2 separate regions of the Cricetulus griseus genome follow, and region 1 is linked to region 2. Evidence: chromatin contacts called from public Micro-C data. All regions are on one chromosome and are shown on one strand. Each heading gives the region's core, a stretch centred on a gene start, on an enhancer-like site or on the middle of the called end of the contact. The rest is flanking DNA. Distances are from core to core; before and after follow the strand shown.

What was found. A called contact is a pair of places that touch in the nucleus more often than the background predicts.
Region 1: a Micro-C map of the CHO-K1 cell line shows a contact between it and region 2, with 4 times the contacts expected there. The contact joins the promoter of Iqgap2 here to the enhancer-like site in region 2. A contact is called at or near these places in 2 of 8 Hi-C or Micro-C datasets (both in the CHO-K1 cell line).

The regions. Positions count from the first base shown.
Region 1 is chr2:314,577,374-314,580,738 of CriGri-PICRH-1.0, reverse strand. It overlaps Iqgap2 (ras GTPase-activating-like protein IQGAP2), which reads left to right and starts at 1,819. Exons shown (of 36, transcript XM_027401697.2): 1 at 1,819-2,143. The coding sequence starts at 2,098.
Region 2 is chr2:314,225,267-314,228,548 of CriGri-PICRH-1.0, reverse strand. No RefSeq gene overlaps it. Among named protein-coding and RNA genes, the nearest start is that of F2rl1, 37 kb to the right of the region's middle. Within about 2 kb of position 1,363, at least 3 of the 6 cell types and tissues checked have open chromatin away from gene starts, as enhancers often do. A contact at or near this core is called in the CHO-K1 cell line, where this site is marked.

The DNA.
Region 1 (3,365 bases), core at 570-3,069, 350 kb before region 2:
CCTCACCTCTAGAACATCCTGCAATTCTCATCTCAAAACCAAGAAATACTGGGTGGTTGTAATGGCCCTCATAAGCAACCCCAGCATTTGGGAGGTTGAGGCTGTGGGATATGGAGTTGGAGGACCAGCTTAGGGTCAGGGCAAGATACTGTCTCAAATAAACAAACACCAATTCCACCCTGGCAAGCCTTTACGAGCTCTCAGGGGTTCTTCAATGGTCATACCCAGTGTTCTTGGTCTGACATTGAGAAAGTCCTCTACAGTCTAGTTAGAGCTTTCCACCTCCTCTCCTCCCCTCCCCTTCCCTCCCCTTCCCTCCCGTCCCCTCCCGTCCCCTCATCTCCCTCAGGTTCCAACCCATTGTCTCCCCGCCCTTGTCTGTCTCCTAGGAAAGGATATTCTCCACCCAGCTCTTGCCTATTCTTCAAACTCATCCTGACGCCACACTTTATCATCTTCTCAGGCCATTGTGGTTTACAGTGATTTAGCCCCACCTCTAGAAACAAACACTATGTACTTCTTGAGGCCCTAAATGCTGTGCATGAGGAGTTCCTTTTTGATATACAGAGAAGACTGCATTTTAGAGATCAACATGGTGTCTCTTGAGACACGGAAGAACCCTGGTTAACAGGATGACTTCGGGATTAGCATCACTGCTTCAGACTGTGGCCATTTCCCTCTCTGAGTTGCCCTTAGCATTTAGAGGCATCTACTTTTTGAGAGAGAAAAATCCCTTTCATCACATTCCAACTAGGTGAGAATTCAATGACCCCAGGAAGAAAAAAAAAAAAATCCAATGAGATCCAAGTCCAATCTAAACTCTTCGTGCCCATCTGCTTCGTGCCCATAAGCTGGCTTGTGAGAAAAGCACAAGTTCAGGAGCCTCAACCCAGACCAACCGAACTGGAAACTGAGGGTGTATCTCCCAGAAAACGGCTGGCCTCTCTTTGTGGCTTGCTCAATTAATGGTGACTAGTGTCGCTAGACCACCGTTCTTCAGCTAAATTATCTTTTTCGATTATTTGTTTCAGTCACGTGATCACGCACATGCCTCACATTTGTAAAAAAGCGAGAGCCCAGGTTTAGAGGGGCTCCACATTCCTCCAGGTTCCAAGCGACCGCGTGAAACCCCGGCTTTTAAAACAGCCACTTGTGGTTTCTGTCTCGAACGCTGAGCCGGAAAGGGGTTTGTGGTTGTGCGACCCCGGCTGGGCCTGAGCGACAGTTTTGCACTTTGGGGCGGCCTGGCAGAGGGGACTAGGGGATGACTGGCAGTTGTGTTCTGAGTGTTATTTGGAGACTGTTTATCTTGCCGCTCCAGCATGCGCACTAGCTCACCCTTACCGTTTCTTAAAAAAAAAAAAAAAAAAAAAAAAAAAAAAAAAAAAAAAAAAAAAAAAAAAAAAAAAAAAACAATCCTGTGCCTCGTAGACCAAAAGTCACAAACAACTTTCGTTTAAACCCCCAAATCCGAAAGCAGGCGGGGAGGTGGCGTCCCCGTGCAATCTCCTTAGAGGAAAAGGAACTGCAGTGTTTGTCCCCCAGTCACTGAGCAACACCCCGGCGAAGAGGGTGCCTGTGGTCTTGTGTGTTTTTTCTTGTTCTTCCCTGAGTTGGTTCACTTCCATCCTCCGAACGCTCCAAGGCGCCCTCCAGCTGTGCGTTGGGCCCCAGCTGTAGGGGTCTGGGCTGTCTCTCAGCCCCTTCCTCTCCCGGGAGGCGGGTCCTCGCTCCCCTGCGCTTCGCTGGGAGTCCCGTAGGGGTCGCTGCTCGGCGGCGCGCTCCCACCGAGCGCGGTGAATAACGGGGCCGGGCGGGAGGAGAAAGGAAACCTGCTGGAGGAGGCGGCGCGGCCCGCGGGCGGGCGGGCGAGCGAGGGAGGAGAGAGTTCACTTTTGCCCCGGTGTCAGCAAGACGCGGCCGCCGCGGGCGCGGGCGAAGGAGCACCGAAGGAGCCGGTCGGCCAGCTCGGGAAAGCCGGGCGAGGGCAGCCGGAGGCGGATCGGAGCGCGCCCGCGGGGCGCGGAGCCGGCGAGCCTGGCCAGCGAGGGGAACCACGGGGGGCGCGCCCCGGGAGGGCCCCCGGAGCAGCGGAGGATGCCGCACGAAGAGTTGCCGTCGCTGCAACGGCCCCGCTATGGCTGTGAGTGCGCGGGCTCCCGCTGATCTTGGGCACCCCTCTCCCTGGGACGGCGTTGGGGAGGCCGAGGGGGGCCGAGTGCACGCCGCGGAGGGGCAGCGGCTGGCAAAGTTGGGAAGTGGAATTGCAAAGGAGCAGAGCTCCTATTTCCGCCCCTGTCCTCCAAATTCCTAACCGCAGCTTCCAGGCACGTCCCTCCACCCCGCAAGCCTCAGCGGCGCTAGTGCAGACCAGATTGTGGTTTAGGGGCGTCAGGTGAAGAGCCCGCCTAGCTCCTGGCGCTGCCGGCTAGGGCCAGCGGGTGGCGTAGGGTCTGATGCTTCCCACCCTTAAGGGGCGGAAAGTTTGTTTGCTGTGGCTACAGGTGGGCTCCGCAAGTACTGTGCCTGCGCGCTCTGCAAGAGGTGAAGGCACTTTGCTGGAAGGGCAGGCTTCTCCTCCTAGCCTCTTATGGGCCTCAACCTGAGCTGCTAGAGCCACTTTTGGGCCCCTCAGGTGTGAGGCCCTTCCAGCCAAAGCCCACAGGGACATGTCCCGCCCCCAGCCACTCTCCTGGAGGCTCTCCCCGCCCCCGATCTCGCGCGCGGGAGGATTTCTGTGAGGATGAACTGGGAGCCTGTTTGACTTGAAGGTGGTGGTGTCTGTTACCCGGGCTGCCGGCGGAAAGAGGTGGCTTTGACTAACAAGAGGGAGCCAGATTATCACCAACCACGTGGTCCCATGTGCAGAGTTCAGAGTCCTAAATATGTGCTAGGAAGTATTTCCTTTAAAACAAACAGAAAGCTGGCTTTTTCTCCAGGGTTGGCCCTGTCGGCAAACCCATGGCCGAGAACCACGGGTTAATCTTTTCCTTAGATTGGCCTTGGTAGCAGAAGTACCAGGTTTAGGTTAAGGTGGTAATTTCTGCAGGAGAGTTAGTGTGTTCATGTGTTTTGGGGTGTTTGGGAGGGACACGGATAAAATCTTTGCAAGAGGGTCTCCAACTTCCTAAGTCATTTACACACACACACACACACACACACACACACACACACACACACACACACACACACATCCCAGTCTTGGAGTGGACTGTCGGGGGTGGGAGGTTCGGTTCTTTCTTTTTTTTTTTTTTTTTTTCCTTGTGACAGCAAGAAGGAGCCAGCTGCAGCTTCGGTAAAGTGAGAAAATGCAATCAGCTTGACCCAGCATTTTGCAGCCTGGGCCAGTTTGCTGTTGGTAAACC
Region 2 (3,282 bases), core at 114-2,613:
GCCTTCCTCAGAGGTGACCACATCCAGTACATCACAAAACATGCTGTATTTCTGAGCAGGCATCTACACATAGATGCATGTTCCCCTGCACATTGTATTTTGCAGAAAACCTTTAATCATTGCCTAGGCTATACTCATTGGACATGCCTCTCAATATACAGGGGACACTAATTTGGGGGACTCCCTAGTAGTCAAACACATGCATTTACATCATTGGAGGACTTTATTTCCTTTATATTAAGCTTTTTTCTTTTTTCTTCCTGAGACAGGGTTTCTCTGTTTAGCCCTGGTTGTCTTGGAACTTGCTTTGTAGACAAGGCTGGCTTCACACTTAGAGATGATCCTCCTGTCTCTGCCTCCCAAGTGCTGGGGTTAATTGGTATGCCACCAATTTTATGCTTTTATGAGCAAATACTTTGTCAATAATTTTCTTTAAATTTTTCTTCATATTATGCTGATCTATTAAGATTACATGAAGGGCCTGGAGAGATGGGTCACAGGTTAGGAGTGCAGCTGCCCTTGCAGAGGACCAGGGTTTGAATCCTAACAGCTACTTGTGGACACTGTTTGTGTGTGGTGGTGCATATACATGCGTGCAAGCAAAACACTCACACACATAATATAATTGTAAAATCTTGTTTGTTTGCTTGTTGAGTCAGGGTTTCTCTTTGTAGCCTCACCCCTTTTATCCCAGCACAAAGGAAGGCAAATCTCTGTAAGTTTGGCAAGCCTGGTCTACAAAGCAAGTTCCAGGACAGCTAGGGCTGTTACATACAGAAACCCTATCTCAAATGAAACAAACAGACAAACAAAAACAGAACCTTTAAAAATAATTTTTAAAAATTATTATACGTAAATCTGATTTCAGGATGACAAAGGGGACATTGAAAACATTTTTCTTGAGGGCTAGGCTTCTGGTTCAGTGGTAAGGCACTTGCTTAGCATGTATGAGGCCCTGAGTTCAATCCCTGCTACTAAAAATAAAAATTTTCTTTTTCTGTGGGCTAGGTGTCTTACTCTACTCGGTGATGACGCATCTGCTTAGGATGTGTGAAGAAATTAGATTCACCCCCCAGCACTCTGTGTGTGTGAGAGTGTATGTGTATATATGTGTATGTGTGCATGTGTGTGTGTGAGCATTATGTGTGTGCATGCATGTATATTTGTGTATGTGAGTGTATGTGTGTATGTATTGTGTGCTCATGGTGTATATACATATATGTGTGGGGTGTGTGTCTGAGTATATGTGTATGTGGTGTGTGAGAATCCTGGAGGTTTTCCTTATCAATAGTGTTCAGTGACTCATAGTATGAGCCAACTGTAAAGCAGAACCTCATTGTCCCCAGCAGTCCTGAGTGGAGCCCAACCTCCTTTCTGCCTGGCCTGGGCCCCTCTAACAGGGAACTCTGCGGTGAGTTCAGGCTTCCTGCCCACTTTCGGCAGGAACCTTCTAAGTTAGGGAAGAAGGTTCTTGGTTACAAACAATGGAGGCCTGCTGAGGCAAACAAACAGAAAAGGAATGTTTTATCGGCATGCTGGGTATCTCAATAGGATTGGTAGGAATGTTGGAGAACCACAATGGAGAAGGGGTCAGGCATCTGGGGAAGCAAAAGAGTGGAATGAGAATTCAGCTAGATCTTGCCACAGCCATAGGGAGAGTGAGGACAGGGCCTCTGGACATTGGCTGTGGCTCATCCTGAACTTTTAACTCCACTGCCCGGGAAATGACCTCATTCTTCCCAGCCGTTTGTACCACAAACAAAGAGTCAACCAGGCTGGCTAAGGGGTGAGTGACCAGCTTGCCTGTGGTGGTTTGAATAAGAATACCACCCTGGAGAGATGGCTCAGTGGTTAAGAGCACTAACCTTTCTTCTAAAGGTCCTGAGTTCAATTCCCAGTAACCATACAGTGGCTCACAACCACCTTGAATGAGATCTGGTACCCTCTGCTGGCATGCAGGCACAAGACTGTATACATAATAAATAAAATTTTTTAAAAAAGAAAAAAACATTAAAAAAAAATTCCACGCTCCCCACCCACCCCCAGACTCATGCATTTGAATACTTGGTCCTTAGGGAATGGCACTATTAGGAGGTCCCTTCCTAATGTGGCTTTGCTGGAGTAGGTGTGGCCCTGCTGGAGGAAGTATGTCACTAGGGTATGGGTTTTGAGATCTCAAGAACTCGGGTCACTTCCTGCTGCCTGCCCATCTGGATGTATAGCTCTTAGCTCTTTCTCCTGTACCATGTCTGCCTGCACACTGCCATTCTTTCTGCTATGATGATAATGGACTAAACTGTTAGGATTTATTGGTGGCACACCAAGCACTAGATCTCACACAAAAAGTTTATTGGGGGAAGGAAGAATGAAAGGCCATCTTGGAGTGGGGGCATGAGAAAGAAATAGAGATAGAGAGGAGAGACAGACAGGGACAGACAGAAAGACTGGAAGACAGAGAGAATGAACAAGAGAGGGCTGTGATGTTGGAAGGGACCTTTTAAAGGGTACCCATGTTGCATAGGGAAAATACACAACTCATAGTGACAGTGGAAATGTGCCCCGCCTAGCAGTGATGAGTAATGAGTACCTGAAGGGTAGACTGGCGGAGTGCCTGATTTCTGACATAAACCTATGAACTGTAAGTCAGCCCCAATTAAATGTTTTCATTTATTTATTTATTTATTTATTTATTTATTTATTTATTTATGGTTTTTCAAGACAGGGTTTCTCTGTGGCTTTGGCGGCTGTCCTGGAAAATGTTTTTCTTTATAAGAGTTGCCATGGTCATGGTGTCTCTTCACAGCCATAGAAATCCTAAAACACTGGCCAAGATTGGGGATGGGGGTCACTTTCGATGGTGAACTACTTCCGCTTCCAAAGTAGTGTACTTTTCAGTAGCCCACACCACAGAGGTGCACACCATGTCCAGGGGGACACTGCATTTCAGGAAACAATTTACGTCCAAATAGATGTCTTCTCTATCTTCTGCCACTTCCTTGACAGTTGCTCTTTTACCCCTGACCTTCCTCTCCATAGTAGTTTAAATATAAATGGTCCCAATAGCCTCAAGTATTTGAACGCTTGGTCATTAGGGAATGGGGCTACCCTACAGGGATTGGGAGGTGTGGCCTTATTGGAGTAGGTGTGGCCTTGTTGGAGAAGTATGTCACTGGGGATGGGCTTTGGGGTTTCAAATGCTCGACCTATGCCTCTCTCTCTTTCTCTCTCTCTGTCTCTCTCTCTCTCTCTCTCTCTCTCTCTCTCTCTCTCTCTCTCTCTCTC